Regions from separate parts of the Macaca mulatta genome. Here region 2 is linked to region 1. Evidence: chromatin contacts called from public Hi-C data. All regions are on one chromosome and are shown on one strand. The core of a region is the stretch at or near the end of the contact, and the rest is flanking DNA. Distances in the headings are between cores, read along the strand shown.

Region 1 (3,445 bases), core at 644-3,143:
ATCCACCTGGATGCTGGAGCTGCCAGGAATGAAAGACAGGAAAGGGGTAGCCAGGAACACTGTGAGCCAGGAACCAAAGTCTTCACTGAACCAGGAAGAGTGATGTGAAAGAACGACAGGAACTGGCAGGGCAGAGGGTGCCATGCCCAGTAGCATCCATTTAAGGAGAGCTGAGGGTTTTGTAGGATTTGGAAGGAGCGATGGGGAACCAGGAAGGCTTTACTTCCTGGCGCTGAGGGACTCCAGGTGTGAAAGAATGAGGAGCCAACACTTGAGGGAGCTCCTAGAACTGTGTTTCAGTTAAAAACGAAAGACGTTGATGCTGTAAGAGTGTATGGCGATGCTTGTGGGAAGGGTTTGGGAGGTATGAGGTGTTGGAGAACACAGGGATTAGAATTTGGCAATAACAGTTATTGGAGAGAATCCCTGGATTTCTAGTGTTGAGTGAGTTTCACAGGGACACAAAGTATGATGCAACCACATCACGGAAGGCCTTGAATGGCTGCCCCAGGAATCAGTATTTCATCCCATAGGCCAAGGCCATGGGGACATTGGTGGTGTGTTGGTCCAAGTTTAAGCAGCAAACTGTCTTGGTCAAAGGCAGGCTTTAGGAAGATTAATTTTCCAGCCGTGTGAATGAAAGAGACTCTTAGAAAGCTATTGCAATAGGCCAGGCTTCAGATCTGTTCAGGGTATGAACACTGAGATTGCTGAAAGGAAGTCATGGTTACAAGAAATGCGGTTGGTTTGAATTTTGAGACACAGGGAAAAGAGCGAGCAATGCAAGATGCCTCCCATGTTTCAAGCTTAAGTAGCTGGGAGAACAGACTTAGGAGGGAGATTGATGGTTTTGGTGTTTGCCAACCCATGGTTAAAGGTTCACAAGTGGCTGGGCTTAAGGCAGGAGCAGATAATGACAGGTGAGACAGTGGGCGTGTCCCATTGCCAAGCCAGGAGTTAACTACCTGGGGCTTCCTGGATTGAGGATAATCAAAGAGCAGGCAGGATCCCGGAGAGCAACCCGGTGATTCTCCCTAATTTAGCCTCAGATCCCCTGGGTAGGGCTGGAACTTTCGATTACCATCTGCTATAAGGTGTGTGTGCTGGTGCGAGTTACGAGGCGCCGGGCAGGGATGCCTTCCGGCCATTCCACAAGGCTGAGCTCAGCCAGAGCAGGCGTACTGTCATTCATTTTAGTAACCTGGATAAATTAGGGCACAGTAGGACCCCAGCCAGTCCTGTTAGGTGCCTTCTTGTCTAGAAGAGGCCGCTTTGACGTTCTTTCCTCTTCATCCCCGAGTTAAGGCCGGGCAGGGGTAACCAGCAAGGGGTTCACTTGGTAAGCGGGTTTCATCACCCCTCTGAGCCCAGGTCAAGAATCACAGTTGAGCGCTGGCCAAGAATCTGACTCATTCAGGTGCAAACCGCACCGTCTTTTGCCCGATTTCCTACATTCTGCTGCTGACAGCAGCTCTGTCCTTCCTTTGGCCTGAAATCCCGGAGTGCTTGTGTGAGCTGTGATTAGCCGAGGCTGACCGGCCCCTCTGTGGCTTCCCGCTGGCCTCATCGTTACTTTGTGTGTTCACCGCCGCTCTGAGCGGAGCGGGCCACGGGGAAAGGGGTGAGGGCCTGGGTTGCGGAGGCGCAGGAGCCTCGCGGGATTGGGGCGAGCCGTCCCGTGGTGGGAAGCGCAGGAGGCCGGACTCGGAGAGCCCTCCCAGACTCGGTCCCTCGCTCCAGCCCTTCCCTCCCCGCGCGCGGACCCGGGCCTCGGGCGGGTAGCGAGCGCGCGCCGGCGCGGGCGGGCGGGGAGAGGAAGGGGCGCGGCCTCTCCGGGGCGGGGCGCAGGGCGGGCGCTGCGAGGGGACCGGCGGCCGCGGCGAGAGCGCGCCCAGCCCCGCCGCGATGCCCGCGCGCCCAGGACGCCTCCTCCCGCTGCTGGCCCGGCCGTCGGCCTTGACCGCGCTGCTGCTGCTGCTGCTGGGCCATGGCGGCGGCGGGGGCTGGGGCGCCCGGGCCCAGGAGGCGGCGGCGGCGGCGGACGGGTCCCCCGCGGCAGACGGCGGGGACGGGCAGGACCCGCACAGCAAGCACCTGTACACGGCCGACATGTTCACGCACGGGATCCAGAGCGCCGCGCACTTCGTCATGTTCTTCGCGCCCTGGTAACGCCGCGCAGGCCGGCGCCCTGCCCCGCACTTGCCGCTTCGGGGGGCGTGGGGCGCTTATGCCCGCGGGCGGGGGTTCCCGGGCCGGGGGCCACGTGGGCGCCGACGGCTCCGGTCAGCGGCGTGTGCGCTACGGGCGCGGGGCTCGGGGTTCAGGGCTGCGGGACGTGGGCACTGGGGGCGCGGGGATCCTGCGGGCTCGGGGCTCCGGCTGGGAGGGTGTGGGGCGCGGGCGCCGCGGCTCGGGGCCGGGAGCCGGAGACTGCAGGGGACCGAGGGCTTGGGGCTCCGGGTTGGGGGGCGTGAGCGCAGCGGGCCGGGCGCTCGCGGCTGACGTGGCGCTTGGCGGCCGGGGCGGTGCGGGAGGAGGGGGCGGTCCCCGAGGGGACAGCCGGGAAAAGCCCGCCCTGTGTCGCGCTCCTGAATTCAACCCCCTCTTGGACCTCGGCACCGAGGGAGGGGAATGTGGGGTCGTCGCCCTTTCGGGCAGCCGGGAGTCCAAATGTCACCCCGCGGTCCCTGCCCAGAGCCCCAAACTTCCTGTGCCGGCCGGACGCGCGGCCTGCCCGTGAGCCACGTGCGCTCACCGGAGCGGCCTTGCTGCTGCCGCGGCCACCGGGGTGGGCTGGGACACTTAGACGGCGGGCACGTCCCCTTCCAGAGGCTTTAATTGAAAAATAGAACTCAGGAAAGTGTCGCTTCCCACTTTGTGCGTGTTTTATGGGATAGGAAGGAGTGGTCCAGGCAGAGGAGGGTTGCCGAGCTACCCCGGAAAGACCAAGATAGTGCGAATTCTGGACCCGCCCCCCCCCCCCCCCCACCTCTCCGCAGCTCAGGGTGGGTGTGCTCTCTGACCGGAGCCCACTGGTCCTCAACTCCAGGCTGTCCTGTCACCTCCCCCCTGCTCTCTCGGGGCTAGGTCACTTGTTATGTGTAAGATCCGGAGAAGCCCCTCAGTTGAGCAGATGGTCCCTCCTGTTTTGGTTCTCTGGGCGGGGCTTTGGTGTGGGCCTCGCTGCTGACCTGAGAGACCCCTACCCTGGCACTCATCCCACGGAAGGGCTTCCTGTCATTCACACAAGCATGTGCACAGCTTTCCTGCCAGCGCTAGGATGCCCCGAGGAAGGGAAGTGATCACAGGCCAGGGCAGAAAAGCCATAATTTTAGGACACAAGACCTTTGAGAGGCTGGAATAGCCTGCAGGTGCTTGTTGCAGAACTTGGTATTCTTCACCAGAGCTAAGCAGAGGCTCACTTGGGAAAGGGATGTAGGAAGGC
Region 2 (3,814 bases), core at 1,134-3,633, 190 kb after region 1:
TTGCCACAGAACATTTGTGGCGGAGCTCGATTTAGCCGCCCTTGAATTTCCATTCTGTTGCCTGGCAACCGGTTCAGAGGAGCTCAGCGCCCAACCCCGGCCCCTACCCCGCACCCTTTCTCTGCCCGAGCAGCTTGGGCTGCATCGATCAAAGGTTCAGCCTTTGGGGACAATGGCCAAGGGCATGTGAGCGGGGGCACAGGATGGATTACCCGAGCTGAGCTTTCATCCCGCCCCAAATAGGAGCGAGCCCCGCCCGGGCGGGATCCGAGCGCCTTCTGCGGTGCTTTCGGGACTTTCCTCTGCAACCTCTCCCAGTGCCGTGGATACCTCTAAACATACTCATGCCAAGTTTTCAAAGTTCCCAACCGCTGTCGGATTCCCTAAAAGTCTCGGTGGGAAAACTGCACTCTGAGGTAAGGGGCAAAAGAAGTCAATTTAGAGGGAATAATCGTACTGAAGAGCCCTCTTACCAGGATGGCCACACTCAGGCTGGACTTTTCTGCTGCAGTTGAGTTAACCTGATCAGAGCTGGGCAAGAGTGAAAAAAAAAAAGCGCGGAACGTGCTCAGGGAGTCCGCAAAGACACGCCCGCGGGGACAGCGCTCCCGGAGTCCCGTGTCCCGGCCGGCCAGCCGCCTCTCGGGGCCTCGGCGTGCAGCCCTGCCCGCTGCGCGGGGGAGCGCATGTGCAGCCCACCGCCGCGCAGGTGGCGAGAGCACAGCCTGCCTGTCCCCGCGTCCTCTAGAGCTCCAGGCGGGACCCGCGCGCCGGGAGCTCCTCCACTCCCTCACTCCACCCCCTGGGCCCGGGACTGAAAAGGGGGAAATGTTCTCGTCATTAGGTTACCCCAAATCCTTACCCAGGTTCACAAAGCTCATGACCATGTCTGCGTCGTTGAGGAAGGCGCTGTCCTGCGCGCTGGTCAGTGGGGACGCGCCGCCGCTGCCAGGTCCGGGGGCCAGGAGGCTCTTGCGGTTGAGCGGGTGCGCGGCGCCCGGGGCCGGCTGCCGAGGCTGGGACGAGCTGGCTCCTTCGTGGGGCCAGGGCTGCTGCCTCTCCCCCTCCGACGCCCCGTCCTCCTCGTCGTCGGCGGACAGGGCGTTGTACAGATCCAGCATGAAGAGGGGCGCGGACTTCAGCTGCCCGGGAGGGGGCTCTCCGCGAGGCGGCTGCTGCTGCTGCTGCTGCTGCTGCGGGAGCGCCGGGGGCTGCGGCTGTTGGAGGCCGTGCAGGGGCCGGGGCCGGTGTGGGAGCCCCAGCACCGACAAGATCTCCTTCTGCATCTCCCGCTTCTCGTGCGTCTTGAGCCGCCGGTAGAGGAAGCCCGAGGAGGATTGCGGCGACGGCGGCGGCTGCTCCGTGCGGCCGGGGCTCCCGCCGTCCCCCAGCAGCTGGCCCCCGGCGGCGGCGGCCGCGGCAGCGGGCAGGGGCGGCCGCAGCGGCGGGGGCCCGCAGCAGCTGCACAACAGCCCCCACCACCAGCACAGCCACTGCGCCCTCCGCCCCAGCCCCGGCATCCCCGCCCGGCCGGGCTGCCCCCGCGGATCCCGCGAGGCGTGGAGCGGCGGAGCGAGGCTGGAGCACGGCCGCTGTGGCCCTTGGCGTGAGCAGCCCCCGCCACCTCTCGGCGGGCTCGCTTCCCCTTCCTGGCCCTCAGTCCTTATCTCTCATGGTCGTCCGGGGCGCCCCCAGTTGCCCAGGATAGAGGGGTGGCGAAGGGGCGATCACCGGGAGAACCTCTTGGAGGGGAGGAAGGGGAGCCCCACAGCCCCGCGCAGGTCTCTAGAGGCGCGCGGTACAGGCCAGGTGCGTCCGAGTCCGGGCTGCGCTGCAGTCTGCGCCCTGGCTCCTGGGCGGGTCGCGGCGCGGTCACTCTGGGCCTCGCTGGACGCTCACGTGCGCTGCCCCGCGCCCTCCCTGGCGGCTGAGTGGGACCCGGGGCGGCGGGGTAGCGGGGCGGCTCACGAGCTGCGGGAGATGCCCGGCATCACCGTGGCCACGCACGCCCCTCCCTGGATTGCAGGGCCACTGTGAAGTTTACCCCGGCGCAGGGCCCACGCTGCGGCGACAAGGCGTCCCCAAATGCCAGTCTATTCCGTGAGGTTTAACTTCGTTCTTGCTCACGAACTCCGCGCCCCTGAGCCCTCGGTCACCGTCGCTCCCCCTCAAAATCTCCGCGCGCCGCACGCCTCAAGTGGAGGCGGCGAGGATCTTGCTTTCCGTTCGGCGCTCGCCCGGCTGCCCAGCAAACCCGCTCGCAGAAGGGATGGGAAGGAAGGGGGCCAGTGCACCCAGCAGCAGCCGCGGCGGAGGCGCTGGAATTCGCAGTCTCCAGCTTCTCCACGCCGCGCTTCCCGCAGCGGCCAACGTGGGCTTTCTGCGGCGCGCCGCGCTCAGGTACCGCACTCCAGCCCCGGGACTCCCCGCCCCGCGGTAACCGACAGGCTAGCAGCCAATCGGGACCCGAAGCTCGCGGGCTATTTAAATAGCCCCGCCCCTTCTTTCACCCTCCCTCTCCCGAGAGGCGTCGCCTCCGCGGCGCGTAGGTTTCAAGACCCGGGAATTCTTGGAGGCAAGCGGAGAGCCGCGAGGTGTCAAAGGCTAAAAGGTCGTCGCTAGTAAGAATGATCTGACCAATACCCCCCGATCTGAAACTTTCTCTTTTACCATCGTTTAAAAGGCCTAAGTTGATGCTTTAACTAAATAAAAATAATAACAGCGATTAAATCACCATACTGCCAGAATTGAGGAAGAAAAGAAAAATGATAGCTTTTCCATCCCTTCCTTAGTTTCTCTTATTGATGTAATGTAGGCGTTTAGCGGACACGTGGCTTTCCACGGCAGCTGCTGGAAGTTGGGACACACCCTCTGGGAAGGCTACTCACAAACTGACCACAGAGAGGGCCACATGTAACCCAAGCCAGCGTCCTGAGGGTTTGGGGTCGCATGTGTTGACTTATCTGTTCATTTGGGCTTTGGTTTGGCTTCTTAAGCTACACCCAAGAGAAAGAGGGTGTATTCAGACAATATATTAGAAAAATCGTCCCCTGTCTTCTTGGAAATGACTCAGTGCTTCTCCAGCTTATCTATTAATGTTGCATTTTAATATTGAAATACAATGTGACTTATATGGTGCAAGATAAAACTTGAGGAGAGGTGATAAAGATAACTCCAGGAAGAGCAGGGGCTTGGCATGCACTCTGAATGGTCAGGACAATAGATAGGGTCCTGAAACACAGGTTGCTGCGGACTTTAGGCAAGATAACACCACCACCAACACCATTTGCCAGTGAGGACGCAAATTCATTTGCCTTTACCCGCCCAAGAACATCCAGCCGTCTATGGATCGTGGAAGCAAATTCACATAAAACATTAAGGTTTTTTACCTGGTGAAAATCGTGTGGCATAGAAAATAAAAACTGCAGTTTTCTGACTTGCCAGCCTTAGTCCAAATGGTCCTAGGCATTTGAGAGTGAAGTCAAATAGATTATAGACTGTGGGATTCATGAATTTATGACATCATAGGCTTTCTGCTGGTCCAAATCTTATAAGCATTCCTATCCTATTTCCAAGAATCTATTTCTTATGGGTAAAAGTCTTTACCTCCAACCACCCACTGAGTCCTTCTTTCTAGTTCTGTCTTGGCCCAGACACAAGTGGTCATTTAGAAGAGTCTTTATTTCTACAAATATCTGATAGCTATTAATTTCAGGCCACAAAACTGAGCACCCCTGAATGCCAGTCTTTAACCACCTCTACAGGGATTTCTTCCATCTGAAAAGATAATACGATACTTCGTCTGGGATGTCAG

What was found. A called contact is a pair of places that touch in the nucleus more often than the background predicts.
Region 2: a Hi-C map of fetal cortex germinal zone shows a contact between it and region 1, with 2.0 times the contacts expected there. The contact joins the promoter of BMP6 here to the promoter of TXNDC5 in region 1. A contact is called at or near these places in 2 of 14 Hi-C or Micro-C datasets (fetal cortex germinal zone and liver).

The regions. Positions count from the first base shown.
Region 1 is chr4:175,271,819-175,275,263 of T2T-MMU8v2.0, forward strand. TXNDC5 (thioredoxin domain containing 5) reads left to right here and starts at 1,894. Exons shown (of 10, transcript XM_015135522.3): 1 at 1,894-2,165. The coding sequence starts at 1,906.
Region 2 is chr4:175,459,109-175,462,922 of T2T-MMU8v2.0, forward strand. BMP6 (bone morphogenetic protein 6) reads right to left here and starts at 2,384. Exons shown (of 7, transcript XM_001085364.5): 1 at 863-2,384. The coding sequence starts at 1,520.